2 separate regions of the Gossypium arboreum genome follow, and region 2 is linked to region 1. The links are chromatin contacts, called in public Hi-C maps. All regions are on one chromosome and are shown on one strand. Each heading gives the region's core, a stretch centred on a gene start, on an enhancer-like site or on the middle of the called end of the contact. The rest is flanking DNA. Distances are from core to core; before and after follow the strand shown.

Region 1 (4,876 bases), core at 1,193-3,692:
AAGTTTATATATGATTTTTATAATTTCTTTTTATTTTTATAAATTTTATAATTTTTAATAAATTTTAAAATTTTTAAATAATTCTTTTTACAATTTTTAAAATTTTTACAAGTTTTTGTAACATTTTATAATACTATTATTAATTTCTACTAATTTATTTTCATTTATTGTATTTCTTTTTATTTTTATTTTATAATTTTCATGCTTTTTTCTAGATTATTTATTTTAATTTTTAATATATTTATTTCTATTTCTTATATTTTTTAATGTTTATATACATTTGATAAAAAATTCTTATTTTTTACAAAAAAATGTCATGTGGTGCTATGTGATTGGCTAGCAATTTTTTAATGTTTATTAAAAATAGACTAAAAATATAACGATAGCATACTTTAAGTACTAAATTGGAAAGATAATATACTTTAAATATCAAAGTAGGCCAAAAATATTAAATATCAATGTGAGAAAAAATAAACAAATCATGAATTAAACCTTAATTTTATTAACATACTATTATAAAATTAAAATTAAAATTTAAATTAATATTCTAATTAAAAAAAGTCCCACCAGCATGGGCAAAATTAGAAATTTGGCAGTGTCCCGATTAATTTAAATGGAAAATTTTTCATTTAAACTCTTTAAAATTTTTAAAATTTTAAACTTATAAAAATAAAATTATACATTGACCTTCTTAAAAATATAAAAAATTAATTTAATTTTAAAAAAATTATAAACATACAGATGAAATTAAAATTCGTAATTTAATTACTCTAACCTAAAATATTTTGGTAACAGGAAGCATTTGTTTTGAAAAGGCTGCTGTGTTTTTTTTTTTTTTGACGTGCAGGCTTGTAAACAATAACAAAAATGCCGCTCCAATCCTGGCTTCACCGACAAATTTGTTTCATATGCCACCGCCCAAGGCACACATCCTACCATACAACTTAATTCATTTTTATTTCTAATAGAATATTGTAGAAACATCCAGCACCGAATTCCTAACATTATATTCTCTCCTTAAATTTATTAGTAAAGATTTCCTTTTTCTTTTCTAACATCCAAAAGACTGGAAATACATGTAGAGACCACATAATACATTATACATATACTTCCGTAGTATGAAAGCAAGATAAAATAGAACTGCACAATACAAAAGTCAAAAACCAAGCATTTCCAACTGGAAAATTATATATCCTAAAAAGAGAAATAAAAATCATGATCACAACAAGAGATAAGTTTGTTCATATTCTAAGAAGGAAAATGCTGAGTTCTGGACCTCCATTGTTATCAGGATTCAACATGTAAAAGGCTTCCGAGTCACGACTCCCCACCACTCGTTCGAACTTGGCCCTCATATACAACAACTCACCTTCACTCCCACCACTTTTAGCATCCTCAACCACCGGAATCACGCCAGCACCAACTGACACGCTTTGCACAGTACTCAACACGTGCCAATCCGACTCCGTGCATGTGCGCGTCACGGCATACCCACTCTTCCTCCCATTACAATACATACTCCACGTAGGCTCATGGAACAGTCTCCTGGTTCGACCCGGAGCCTTCTCACTCTCCAGCGCAATCCGGACTAAACCCGATGACATTTCTTTCACCAAACTAGCCGTTGACATGGCTAGTTCGAGGAGCAAAACCGGTTCGGAGCGAGGATCGTCCTGGACGGCGAAGCTGACGTGACCGCGGCGATGGCCAAAGAGAGTTCCGGTTATTTTACGGCCGAGGGAAGGGGTTATAGAGAGGTGAGTTGGGAGGGTCAACCATTTGCAAGAGGTGGGGATTATGTTGGGAAATGCTATGATTTTGAGAAGGGAACGAAGGAGGGAAGAGAACCTGGAATTAACATTATGGAAACGTTGTATGGAAGAACGTGGGGAAGATGATGAGGCGTTTCTAGGAACAAGGAGTTTGTCAGAGATTTCTTCGTTTTCAGGGATTGTAAATGAAGCTGATCTCGGAAACTTAGATGGGTTGATCTTATTTCTTGAACTTTTGCAGTTATAATTGTTGTAGTTGCTGCTTCTTTGAAAGGCAACCAGTTCTTGATGGTGTGTCATGGTTTTGGGTTGTTGTTGGTTTTTTTTTTATGAGTTAGATTGTAGAGTAGGCTATGGAGATTTTGATATGGGGAAAGTTATGAAGATTTTGATGGAAGTAGGGAAGAGAAAAGGAAAGAGGAGGTTGCTTCAGTTGTAGGCTATTGGGGTTTTTTTTTTTGGGGGAATTAGGGCGACATAAGTGATGATGAGTGTCGAGAGGGTGGCCAATGTAAAAGGGAAACTATGGCTGCTCGTGGACTGTGGCGCTGATGATGAGTTTTTTTTCCTTTTTCCTTTTTACCAACTTTCTTTTTTGCTTACACGCTTAGCCACACCCTATTATATATACACAGTATATGATTCTGATCATCATCACTGTTGTTTCCGCTTTCTATCCATACATCCATTAATCTCCATGGCGTTAGGAGTTAATCCGCGATTAAAAATTATTTTTATAAAATAAATTATATTATTACGAGAATATTTATTATTTATTTTATTTTTAATATATAATGAAATTTAAATTAAGGTTTTTGATTTTAAAATTTAAGTGGATGTGTCAAGAATTATTTTTAAAATAGTGAAACTATTTAAAAAAAACTTTATTGAATCATATATGCAAAAATAAAAATATATTTTGTTATTAATAGTATATCAAATATTATACTAATCTATATGTATTAAAAATACTATATAACTCAATAATCATGTGTGTTAATTTTTCAAATATTTTTCCTCCAATAAATTTTTGATCATGTATTCTTGTTGTCCTTCATCCTACCTGCATTGAATTTATGAGGAAATTGAAAGTAAATGTCATATTGTGCTTAAACTTTCAACGGATTTTTTATTTGAAAGAAATGGGAAAACAGGAGGTTTGTTTATCCCTCTTGATTTGAAGTGGTGGAATGCACACTCCATATGGCAGTTGAGAAGACTGAAGAGGCATAAAACATGTCTTTACCATGTTTTTAATGGACATACTGTGCCACGATTTTAAGTGTGTGAGAAAGGCAAGCCACTGACCATTCTGATCACCTCTTTGCTTGGTCAAATCTTGTTTCTTATTCTTGATCCAGAGGTATAAACTTTTGGTTTTTTCTCTTTTTCTTTTTTTAAAAAAAAAACTTGGACATGATGATTTTTTATGATATTTATCTAAGATGTATGGTCTCTATGTATATAATAATGCAACATATATACGAAAGCTCACACATGAAAAAAAGAATGATGGTTCATGATGCGTAAATGTATACATATAAGAAAATGGATTTAGCAAATATGTAAGAAAATTATTAAGGATGAACATCAACATGAAGGTCATTGCAAATAAAATTATTGCAGCCGGAGGCAATTTGTCCCATTCATTTGGAAACCTAAAACCCTTAATTGAAAACCATTAACATTTCACATTATAGTTAACTCTAAATTAGCACTTAATATTAAAAATAATTATATCTTGGCTTATAATTTTTTGAATTTCACGAGCAAAATTAATAAAGTGACATATTTTTAAAAATTATATATATAATTAAAAGGAAAAAAAAATCAAAGATTAACTCCAATTGATGTTGTCAATCGCCATCTATAATAGTTTTTGGCCGGTTCCAAACCATTCAGATGGACGACTAGGATTTGCCCAATAGATTATGCCACAGGACAATAAGGTTACCTTTCAAGACAACGACCATGAAATTTATTATTCTTAATTTTATCTACTTATTTATAATTATGTCAATTTCAATCACCAATTTCGAATCACCATCACCCTTTGCTTAATAATAGTGCGATTACGATTGAGAGAGCTTTTGAAAACAATATATAAGCATGAAATTATTTTATGTGAAAAGAATTTTTAAAATTTGAGTGTTATATAGGATATAATAAATTATTAAAATATATTTCAAAATTTTGAAATAAAAAAATTATATACTATCAATGTACAAATGTCCACTTTTATTTTATATAAGATAATAAGAAAAAAGCGCCAATTGGCGGATTAAATAAATTAAACAATATTGGATAAAATATATTGGTGGTGGAATCTGATAGGATCTCTTTTTAACCATTTATATTTTAAGATAAATAAAATATAAGAATTATTGGTAAGATGAGATAGGAAATGAAATTAATTGGAGGCACAAGAATGAAAGTCAAGAATAATATTGAAGGTGGTGTGCTTATATAATTAGTTAGGACTAAATCCAGTGGTCAGAAACGTGCATTGCTGATGTTTCCCAAAGGAGAAGATGGCAGGTGTTGTGCCACACAATTTATAATACACAAGAAAATTAATAAGCTAAATACGACGTAAGAATAAAAATCGTGCAGAATTCCAATTATTTATACTATTTATTAATTTAAGTTAATATTACTCATCAATCTGAGTCTTAATTCAGTTAATAGATTATTAAAAATTATTTTATTTGTTAATTATGTTAATGTTTTTGTCTTTTATATTTGTAGAAATCTTTAAAATTTATCCATAGTAAATTTTGAACCAAATATACCATACATATAAAACCTTTTATTTACCATTTGAACTAAATCAATTTTTATTTTTATACTGAAACTTTGATAAATATATTTTTATATTTATTTTTATATATTTGTGTATATTAATAATGTTGTTGCTTGAGTTAGTGTCACAAATTAACTCGATGTCAATTCATGATTGATGACAAAACATTGATAAACAATTGTGTTCATTTAGTATTAATAATTCAATGTATTTTTGTGTTTAAATTTCGTTTTACTTACAATTTAATCTAATATTTTATTTTAATATAGTACATATTTAATTTATTACTATTAATTAGTTC
Region 2 (5,173 bases), core at 1,867-4,366, 400 kb before region 1:
AAATCCTATCACACTGAAATCTAGGACACCGAAGTAAGGTTGTGTACTCCTCCACAGTAGGCACTAAATCTACCTTCCCAAAGGTAAAACAACTGTATGCTGGGTTCCAAAACTGAGCGAGAGCTCGAAACAAATGCTCATCAACCTGAATATCAAACAAATAGGGCAAATCTCCATAATTACCATAGAATGATTGCTTGGTCTCATTGCCCCACTGATCCCAAATTGCCTTAAGCTCCTGCAGATTATTCTGTGTAACACTGATACGAGTGTAGTCTGACAGCTCCGACATATATCCTACAGTTATGCTATCCCCTTTTCCTAGCTGAGTTTGCTCTGACCATCTATGGACGTTAGCGTTGCCCTCCACTCTATTAAGAAGTCCGTTCTCCATAATAAAACTTTCTAACTTAGAAACTGACCGTGAATCGATACCTTTTTAATGCGAAATGACATGCAATGAAAAAAGGAAACAGTCAGTATCACATAATATTAATAAACTCAAGAATGATATGTGAGGGTAATATCTAAAGTATAATTCTAACTAAGTTGAGCTCTTACGGTTTTTCTATATGAGGTTTTAGTTCTAAAGTTGAGGTACCTGAACCAGCAGATTCCTCGATTCTCACCCATTATAGGCTCATTTGAATCGAGTTCAGTTCAGGGGAATACATTTCCCTATGGCTACACGGAGATGAAAATCACACGAAACCATAAGTACGGATGTATCCCGAAAGTGATCCACTATCCTGCACGGAGGCGAAAACCTCACGAAGGCGTAGTTTCTCACTCCCACTTAAGGTTGTGACCACAACGGTCATGCAAATGCAATGCGTATCAGAATATATAACATATGCAATAATACAAACACATGTAATGCAAAGAGGATTCAATTTTAAAATTTTTCAAATTTTCGACATTAAGACAAAAGGTAATCAATTATACGGCTTGACTCTCTTATTAGTCCCCAATGGAGTCGCCAAGCTGTCGAAACCATTTTTAAATCATTTTTAAATCGAGTTTTGGAAAATGGGAATCGACTTTAAGAAAAACGAAAACGAGAGTCCCCACCAATCTTTTTAGGTGTGATTGGACCACCTTATAAAATGTTTTGTTTTAAAACATTAATTTTGGTCTACGAAAGTTGAGAAAACAGATTCGGGAGTCGGTTACGTACGAGGAAGGGTTAGCACCCTCGTAACGCCCAAAAATTGGTACCTAATTGATTATCAAGTGTCTTTAATGTCGGAAATTTGAAAGTTTTAAGATGCAAACCTCTTTTAATTAGAATGTCTCAATTTTGAAAACTAAGGCTTACTTATTTCAAACGAGTCAAAACATCACATCCAGTAAGTTAGGACGCAACATTTTAAAACCTTCGAAACTAAGCTCGTCTTTCGAAAATTTCTATCTCAAACAACAAAACGCCATATCCAAGAAGTTAGGACACTATGTTTTGAAATCTCGAAATAATTGTTTAAGTTTTGAAAACTCAAAATCACTTAGAAGGGTGCTTGACTATTCGAATTCAACGAGAAAAATCGCAACCCAGTAAGTTAGGGCACTACCCTTCTCGAAGTTTCTAAACATCAAGCATTGCCTTTTATTATTTTAAAAAAAAAACCTTGGAATATTATTTTAAATGACGTTTTATGATGACATATTAATGAATCATGAAGCATAAATGTACAAAATATTCTAACATTTCCATACAAACATAAATAATATCATTAAGACAAAACTAAATAACATGAACATACGTTTAATGAAAAAATTATACTAGGGTAAATATAAGATAATAAACAAATAGAAACATGAGTAAACTAAAAGAAAAACATAATACATGCAAAAATTATACAACAATATATATCATAAAATAGCACATAAAAGAAATAATTAAACATAGTATATAAAAAAATGAAACTATGCTCAAATAAGATAAATGACATACACTAAAAAATGAATAAATAGAACATTTACAAATTATAAAAATATAATGCAATAGTTCAAAATACATAAAATGATAATATAATATATATACATGCATAGAAAATATATATTTGAAAAAAACTATATAAAATGTTAAATATTATAATATATAAAATACATAATCAAATGTATAAAAGATAGGAATAAATATACATATTTGAAAAATGAAGAAATTAAAATAAAAAAAAGGGTTGAAAAACTAAGATAGACGAAGAATAAAATAAGAACAAACAACAGAGATTAAGAACGCAAGAGGGAGAGAAATTTGAGTGAATGCTCTAAAGAATTCTTATTATTTCCCAAAACTCAAGTGATTTACAATGAAGGGAGAGGCCTCTATTTAGAGTTGAGTCTCCCTAAATCTAACGGTACAGATCAATTACATCAACGGTTAAGATTAAAGGATATCTACAAATTAAATCTCTAAGATTACAAGATCATATCTTCAAGATTGCATATCATATCTTCAAGATTGCATATCATATCTAAGATTGCATATCATATCTAAGATTGTATCATATCTAAGATTGCATATCATATCTAAGATTATATTTCTGTATGAGTCAAGCTTATAGATAAACCTTAAATCTTTTCAAGTAATAGGCCATTTTGATTGGGCCAAATTATATGTTTGTAATTTTGTACTGAACTTGAATTTTTTTTTGAACTTATTTCTGGGCCTGGGTAAAATTGAGTGTCTACATTAAGATGACAAGAATTTGAGAGAAATTGAATGAAAAATTGAGAATAAAATAGTTGAGAGAATTGAGTGAATAAATGAATAGGATTGTGAGAATTGAATATATAGCAAATATAGAAAAAAAATTCTAGTTGTTTGAAAAAAAAACCACTAAAAATTAGCCTTTAAATTTTTTTTGACTGTTACAAAAAGTTATCGATGGACTTGTTTTCTATTTTTCACTCCAAAATTAAAATATTTCACAATTTAAAGAAAAACGACCTAATAGATAATTAAAAATTAAAATCAGCGTTTTTGCTAATTAACCCGAGTTTAAAAGTAGATAAAAAAATTGCAGAGAAATTTAGGGGTTTATTTTATTTTATTTTTTGTGAAGTACGCAAGGGAAATGCAAAACAGGAAGAATAAAATATAAATAGTGATAAATAATACGGGAAAAAAGAAGAAAAAGAAAAGGAAAAAAAAGTAGGGTCCTTATCTGGAAGGCATGAGGCTAGAGATAGATAACCTGGAACTCCTCTTCTTAAGACAAAACTGGCTTTGGTTTTGGGTTTGGTTTCTTTTTCTTACAATTATTTTTGTATGGTCTGAAATCCAATGGCTGTTTCTCCCAACATACGAATCAGTATCCCACTCCCTTCCACTCCTTCTACCTACCACCGTCTTCCTATGTCCACTCTCTCCTACCCTTTCTTCTTCTTCTACTCTTCCCCTCCACGCGCACTCCGTTTCCACTCTCCTCCCACGCGCCATCGCCCCCTCTCTCTCCGCCCCAAGGCCTCCGTCGAAACCCCGGCTGCTTCAGGTCTCTCTCACTTACTTCCCTTTTTTTTTTTCCTTCTGTATTCAAATGGTGACTCACTGCCAGCTTTATTTATGTATATATTTAGTTAGAATAATTGTATTGCCAAGTTTTTCTTTTTAAATTAATCCCATTTCAAGCTAGCATGAAAAACATTGCGGTTTTTCTTCTTCTTTTCAAATAAATTGTTAAGGAGCATGTGGCATTCTATGTGATTTTCATTCATCAAAACCGTTGATGGTTGTACTAAAATAAATATTTATCATTTAATTTTCATATATGATAATAGTTTTCTTTCCTTTTTGCAGCAATGTGAATACTGACTGAAACTGAAATATGCTGAGTGACGCATGCAGTAATTGATAAATAGAATCTTTTCTATTTATGTTGGTTGTTGCTTTTATTTTATTTTACTTTCCGTAAAACAATCAAGTGTTTGGATAAATGGAAATAATATATATATATTTAAAATTAAAACATTAATTTTGTGAATGGCAAAATACGTGATATTTAACTCTATGGGGAAAAATATGTATATTTGGATGTGTACCATTTACTTATTGTATATAAAATAAGTTGAATTTTTATGGTTGATGTCTTTGCTTTTTGCTTTAAGATTTTTTAATGAAAAGTGCAATAAGGAAAAAGAAAAACAACGCAAAAATTTTGGAATATATTTTTATGAATATTTAGTTCGTATATATAAACCACTCTGTATTGTAAATATATACTAAATGTTTTAATCGGCCCCAAAATCAAATAGCAAGGTTCGCCACCTGAAAAAAAAAAGAAATGAAAACGAAATATAAATAAATAAAAGCAAACAGACCATCCAGGGCCTAAGAAAGCGAAAAGCAATTAATGACACTAATAATCAAATAGAGTTTTAAGTTTACCACAAGTATAATTTGTGAAATTGCATCCATGTTATCAACTATTGGCATTATATTAATTGCAAAATTACTTCCTAATCTCATAATATTAATATCTATGGATATCATACAACATTTACTCATGTCATATTAACTTCTATTTGAGCTAGGTTATAGGCAGGTCCAGAGTTATGTTTTCCTTCATGTTTATAGCCAAGTTACATTGAGAGCATGAGTAATGCTTCTGTGTTTCTTCTTGCAGGTAAATTGGTTGAGAATGTGGTGATCATAGGCTCAGGTCCTGCTGGATATACAGCAGCAATATATGCAGCTCGTGCGAATTTGAAGCCTGTAGTGTTCGAGGGATATCAAGTTGGCGGTGTACCTGGTGGCCAGTTGATGACTACCACTGAAGTTGAGAACTTCCCTGGTTTTCCTGATGGAATAACTGGTCCAGATTTGATGGATAGGTATTTAAAAGAAAGATGAAAGTCTATTTCTTTCTTTGCTAATTTTATTGACAACTACTGTTTCAGCTAGAGTTATATAATTGGAGTCCTGATCGTGTTTTGACTAGGATGCGACGACAAGCTGAACGTTGGGGAGCTGAATTGTTCCAAGAAGATGTGGAACACATTGATGTTAGAAGTAATCCTTTTACAATACAGAGTAGTGAACGTGAGGTGATGTGAATTTCCGTTGGCTACTTTTGTTTTTATGTTCATTTGATTGAATTATTAGCATGGTGATAGAACTATGACTTGAATCACAACATTATGTCCAATGTTCGTTACTCCTTGCTTTTTATGG

Evidence for each region. A called contact is a pair of places that touch in the nucleus more often than the background predicts.
Region 2: a contact with region 1 is called in a Hi-C map of leaf, with 2.2 times the contacts expected there. The contact joins the promoter of LOC108467347 here to the promoter of LOC108466539 in region 1. A contact is called at or near these places in 2 of 5 Hi-C or Micro-C datasets (both in leaf).

Annotation. Positions count from the first base shown.
Region 1 is chr2:38,149,798-38,154,673 of ASM2569848v2, reverse strand. It overlaps LOC108466539 (protein MIZU-KUSSEI 1), which reads right to left and starts at 2,442. Exons shown (of 1, transcript XM_017766903.2): 1 at 996-2,442. The coding sequence starts at 2,072. The coding sequence ends at 1,242.
Region 2 is chr2:38,553,020-38,558,192 of ASM2569848v2, reverse strand. LOC108467347 (thioredoxin reductase NTRC) reads left to right here and starts at 3,116. Exons shown (of 10, transcript XM_017767983.2): 1 at 3,116-3,494; 2 at 4,626-4,833; 3 at 4,941-5,046. The coding sequence starts at 3,287.